Regions from separate parts of the Sus scrofa genome. Here region 1 is linked to region 2. The links are chromatin contacts, called in public HiChIP or PLAC-seq maps. All regions are on one chromosome and are shown on one strand. Each heading gives the region's core, a stretch centred on a gene start, on an enhancer-like site or on the middle of the called end of the contact. The rest is flanking DNA. Distances are from core to core; before and after follow the strand shown.

The links. HiChIP or PLAC-seq counts read pairs in DNA pulled down with a chosen protein or histone mark.
Region 1: an H3K27ac HiChIP or PLAC-seq map of alveolar macrophages shows a contact between it and region 2. The contact joins two enhancer-like sites. A contact is called at or near these places in 1 of 5 promoter capture datasets (fetal liver) and 1 of 2 datasets of contacts at active chromatin or transcription factors (alveolar macrophages).

The regions. Positions count from the first base shown.
Region 1 is chr4:41,659,135-41,661,834 of Sscrofa11.1, reverse strand. All of the region lies in intron 1 of LOC106510020, which reads right to left. Among named protein-coding and RNA genes, the nearest start is that of NDUFAF6, 4.8 kb to the right of the region's middle. Within about 2 kb of position 1,309, at least 1 of the 83 cell types and tissues checked has an H3K27ac peak or open chromatin away from gene starts, as enhancers often do. A contact at or near this core is called in alveolar macrophages, where this site is marked.
Region 2 is chr4:41,413,219-41,415,918 of Sscrofa11.1, reverse strand. No RefSeq gene overlaps it. Among named protein-coding and RNA genes, the nearest start is that of C4H8orf37, 41 kb to the right of the region's middle. Within about 2 kb of position 1,313, at least 16 of the 83 cell types and tissues checked have an H3K27ac peak or open chromatin away from gene starts, as enhancers often do. A contact at or near this core is called in alveolar macrophages, where this site is marked.

The sequences.
Region 1 (2,700 bases), core at 60-2,559, 250 kb before region 2:
CAGAATTGTGAGAAAATAAATTCTGCTGTTTAGGCCACTCTATCTATAGGGTGCAAACTAACACAACAGTTAAGCAGGTAAGTTGTGGAATAGCCTTCCTAAGTGTAAATCTTTCCTATGCTCATTACTAGCAAATTATTTGAACTTTTCATGCCTTAGATTCCTTTTCTATAAAATGGGGATGCTAACAAGAGTACCAATAGAGTGAAACCATCCAGTTTGCCATAGGCCAAGGGGTTTCCTGGGATGTAGGACTTTCAGTGCTACACTGAGTATGGCTATTGTGAGACTGAATGAATACACACAGTATACTAGAAGACTATCTAGCACAGGGTAAGCTCTCAATGAATAACAGGTATTGTTACTATTACTAATAATATTTCAAATCTCAGCTTAACTGTCACTTCTCAGAGATACTTTTCCTGATCTCATGATCTGGATTAGGACTCTCTGTTAAATTCTGGTATCTGGTTTTTTGTTTGTTTGGTTGGTTTTTTAGAGCCACATCTGGGACACATGGAGGTACCCAGGCTAAGGGTTGAATCAGAGCTGTAGTTGCTGGCCGACACCACAGCCACAGCAACACCAGATCCACAGCCACAGCAACACCAGATCCAAGCCGTGTCTGTGATCTACACCACAGCTCACGGCAACGCCGGATCCTTAACCCACTGAATGAGGCTGGGGATTGAAACCTGATCCTCATGGATGCTAGTCGAGCTCATTAACCACTAAGCCACGACGGAACTCCTATCTGGTTCTTTTTTGTTAATGTTTCCCCAATATCCCTTCTCTTCATTTTCAATAATAATAGGGTCCTGATTTCTAACTAGGCTCATGGCTGCCTGGAATGAAGACTATTTCAAGCTTCTACTGGAGAAAACTAAGTTCTGACCAATGGGATATGAGCACATGTGATGGGCAAATTCAGGGTTGTGTCCTAAAAGCAGAGGGCTCTTAGATCAAGGAAGCTGTGAACAGAATTCATGGGGTGGAGGGAGGTGTCTGTGACTTTGAATAGGAAAAAAAAAACTATATATTTTCACTAACTGCTAATTAAAACTTAGCATTAGCTTCAATTATGAATATAGCAGGAAGTATTAGGAGTACTGTGATCTTGTCCTCACATGAAATCACAAACAGTTTTTTGCTATTGTTTATGGTCATGACCCCATGAAACTTGAAATCTGACTCACTGCTAGATCTTACTATTTAACGTTTAGAGAAGCACATATATTGTTATATGCCATGCACAAAAATGATGAAGAAATTCCTGTCTGAAAGAGAAAAGCATCTTGCAACTTCCCCTTACACTATTGCTGCTGGCTGGCCACTAGCAATGGGTCATCTTGGACACGCGGGTGAGGACTATACCCCTTAAATGATGGAACAAGACTGAAAGAGCCTAAATCTCAGGTACCCTGGATTCTTCCTGCAACCCTAGACTGCTGACACCCAAACTGCGACTTGAAAAAAACAAATGTCTACTTCGTTTACAGCAGTGTTATTTTGTGTCTTGAACCTATATCCTTATTAATCTAACAATAGTCATCCCACTTTATAATCATTTATTTAGTTGTGATGATTTTTGTGTGTTTAAATATTTTTACCACTAAGGGGTAAGTTCTTTGAGGACATGGAGCATATGTATTTGTTCTCTCTGGAATCCTAGCAACTGGTACAGGGCAGGCAGAGAGAAGACTTCCAATAAATGTTTCAAAATGAATGGAATAATGGCTTAAGAAAATGTGTATGACCATGTTAGGGAATCAAATTACAGTGTACAGGCCATGTGTAAAAACAAGCAAAGAGCCTATGCATGGAAAAAAAGTATGGAAGAAAATATAAAATGTGAACAGTAATTATTTGAATTACAGGTTTTAGCATGGTTTTTTCTACATCTGCCAGTACTTTCCAAATTTCCTTTAATGAGATTAAAAAATGGGTTTGGTATTACACTCTTTTAGTTTTTGTTTGTTGCAAAAATTCTTTATTTCTCCTTCTATTTTAAATGATATTCTTGCTGGGTAGAGTATTCTAGACTGCAAATTTTTCCCTTTTAGAACTTTGGATCTATCTTGCCACTCTCTTCTGGCCTGTAGTGTTTCTGTAGAGAAATCAGCTGATAGTAGCCTTAAGGGGGTTCCCTTACAATTAATGCTTTGATTTTCTCTTGCTGCCTTTAGAATCCTCTCTTTAGCCTGAACTTTTGCCATTTTTATTATAATATGTCATGGTGTGGGCCTGTTTGGGTTTAACTTATTTGGGGCCCTCTGTGCTTCCTGTATCTTGATAGCTATTTCCTCTAGATTTGTAAAGTTTTCAGCCATACTTTCTTCAAATATATTTTCCTTCTTTCTTTTCTTTTTTTTTTTCTTTCTTTTTTTTTTTTTTTTTTTTTTTTTTTTTTTTTGTCTTTTTGCCTTTTCTAGGGCTGCTTTCCGTGGCATATGGAGGTTCCCAGGCTAGGGGTCTAATCAGAGCTGTAGCCACTGGCCTAAGCCAGAGCCACAGAAACACTGAATCTGAGCCTCGTCTGTGACCTACACCACAGCTCATGGCAATGCCGGATCCTTAATCCACCGAGCAAGGCCAGGGATCGAACCTGCAACCTCATGGTTCCTAGTTGGATTCGTTTCTGCTGTGCCACAACCGGAACTCCTGCTTAGATTTTTTTCTTATTTTGTGAGTTTAGGGAAA
Region 2 (2,700 bases), core at 64-2,563:
TCACTCTCTTCTGGGAATTTTTGTGCTGAACAATCCCGCTTCAAGGTCATGAAGTTATGGTTTCCTGGCCTCAGAAGGCCTGTCAGCACAAACTCGCCCTTGCGACTTCCTCAATTGCCTCTGCCAAGCCCGTCACCTTGATTTCCCATCTTCGGTTGTGAGGAGTCATTTCATTGCTGCTCTTTAACTTCAGATTCACTTATATTCCTTGAGGCGCTCGAGGAGTTGATTTTTTTTTTTTTTTTTTTTTTTTTTTTGGTCTTTTTAGGGCTGCACCCGTGGCATATGGAGGCTCCCAGGCTAGGGGTGGAATTGGAGCTGTAGCTGCTGGCCTATGCCACAGCCACAGCCACAGCCACGCCAGATCTGAGCCTTGTCTGTGACCTACACCACAGCTCACAGCAACGCCGGATCCTTAACCCACTGAGTGAGGCCAGGGATCAAACCTGCGTCCTCATGGACACTAGTCGGGTTAGTTAACTGCTGAGCCAGGATGGGAAATTCCAGTTGATTTTTGAAGTGAATCAGTTAAAATGTTCTACTTTTCTCCCTCGGGTGGGTTCACAAGCTCAAGATGACAAGTGCTTCCATGGAGAAAAAGTATGAAACTTCCTCAGTAAGACTGTCTAGCGTTTGGTGCCTACCTTTTTCACCTAAGAACAAAGACAGATGATTTATACTAGGGAGAAGTTCTATCTGCAGCCAGAAAAAACAAGGACCTTCACTACTGCAAGATAACTTTACAAAACATTGATGAAAAAACAGAATGCATGACCTTTAGGAGTGTTCTAAGTACTTTTCTCAGAAACCAAAGCCAGACCAAGAAATGAAATCTGGTTTTCAGTGCAGGTCTGCCCTCTATGGGCTAGATACTCAATTTATTCATTTCACGAAGTCAGCCTTACTAAGAAGGTGGGTCTTTTAAAATCCTCAAGTCCCTGGAGCAAAATTTGTCTCTTTTTATCTCCACTGGGATGAGCTGTAGTCGTGTGAAGTCTTCTATAGGACCCCCTGCCTTTGTGGTCCCTTGCTGGTCAGGGATGGCTGGTGTTGGGCTCAGAATGTGACTCAATGACTAGACAGTTTACCCGAAATTGCAGTAGGAATTTTAGACTAAGAAAGGGGAAGTTGAAGCAAAGTGCCTTCCTTTCTGCCTCCCTGGGTGCCGTGTCCTTTTCTAGCACAAGGAGTGACACAGGGTTAGCAGTTTCTATTTTGGTCACATCAGAATCAGTGATGAGCACACGGGGGATGGCCAGCCGAGAATTTCACTACTTTGTGAAATTGCCTCTATGTACCAGCTTTGCCTGTGATTATCTTTGATGTTTGGTATTGACCCGTGTCAGAGACACCTAGCATGGATTCCTTAGGCAGTGACCCATGTGTCACCAATTCTACTCCTGTCAATGTAGCACCTCTGGGCCCTGTGGCCACATATCTGGCACCATGCAGGTGGGCACTTAGGTGAAAATGCACCTGTGTTTGAAGCCCCCTTTAAATGGGTTACTTTGGATTTCTTGCCCTGAGACAAAGCTTGTTGGGACTAAACATGTTTAAGGCAAAATGAAGAAGGCTGAAGGAGAAAACCCATCCAGAATCATGGCAGAAAGTTAACTTTCAGGTATGCATTTTTATATTGACAGATCTTAGCAAAGAAGTCATATCTACTAAGCACTCACGAAGTGCCAGGTACAGCATTAAATATGTTACATGGATGACCTCATTCACCTCCTCCCAGCAGGAGGTAAGTATTTTTATAATCTGTTGCACAGGTCAGGAAGAAGAGGATGGGAGTGGGTAAGTGGCTGCAAAATGTGACATCCTGGGTATACTACAGAGCGAGGATTCCAGTCCAGGTCTGGGCCCCTAGCCTCCCCCACAACAGCTGCTCATTTAGGGCATGATTTTGCTAACTAACGGGGCAAAGGCAAGGAGGGGCCCCTTTACTGAGGACATGATGCCAAACCACATGAGTGCCCACATCCTCTATGCCTTTACAAATATTAACCTTTTTTCCTGGGTTTTCTATCAGACCTGGGATATTTCAGAATAAATGTGCTGGCAATTAAATTAATTACCTAGGAGTTCCCATCTTGGCTCAGTGGAGATGAGTCTGACTGGCATCCATGAGGATACAGGTTAAGTCCCTGGCTTTGCTCAGTGGGTTAAGGGTCCAGCGTTGCCGTGATGATGTGGCTCAGATCCTGTATTACTGTTGCTGCGGCTGTGGCATAGGCCGGCGGCTGTGGCATAGGCTGGCACCTGCAGCTCCAATTCGAACCCTAGCCAGGAAACCTCCATATGCCCCGGGTGTGGCCCTAAAAAGACCAAAGACCAAAAAAAAAAAAAAAAAAAAAAATTAACTAGCTAAAGGTCTTCCATAGAAACTGAGTGGAAAGAAACCTGAGTAGTCTTTGTCGCATAGTCAGCTGTGGAGGAAACCAAGGGAAGGGACTTGGAAGGCCCTTGCTGGGTCCTTCCAGGTGCCAGATGTGGAGGCTGAAGAGACTTATAACAGGCTATGCCTCAATCCACTGGGAAATATCTGGTTTAATCCCCTGTCCCTCAAGAAAAATGTAAAAAATAAAGCATTATATTCTTCAAGACCAAAGCTATCATAATTTCTCCTATACATCTTGTGGATGTTAATTTTACTAAAAATTTTTTTTAATTAAAAACAAATTTTGGAGTTCCTGTCGT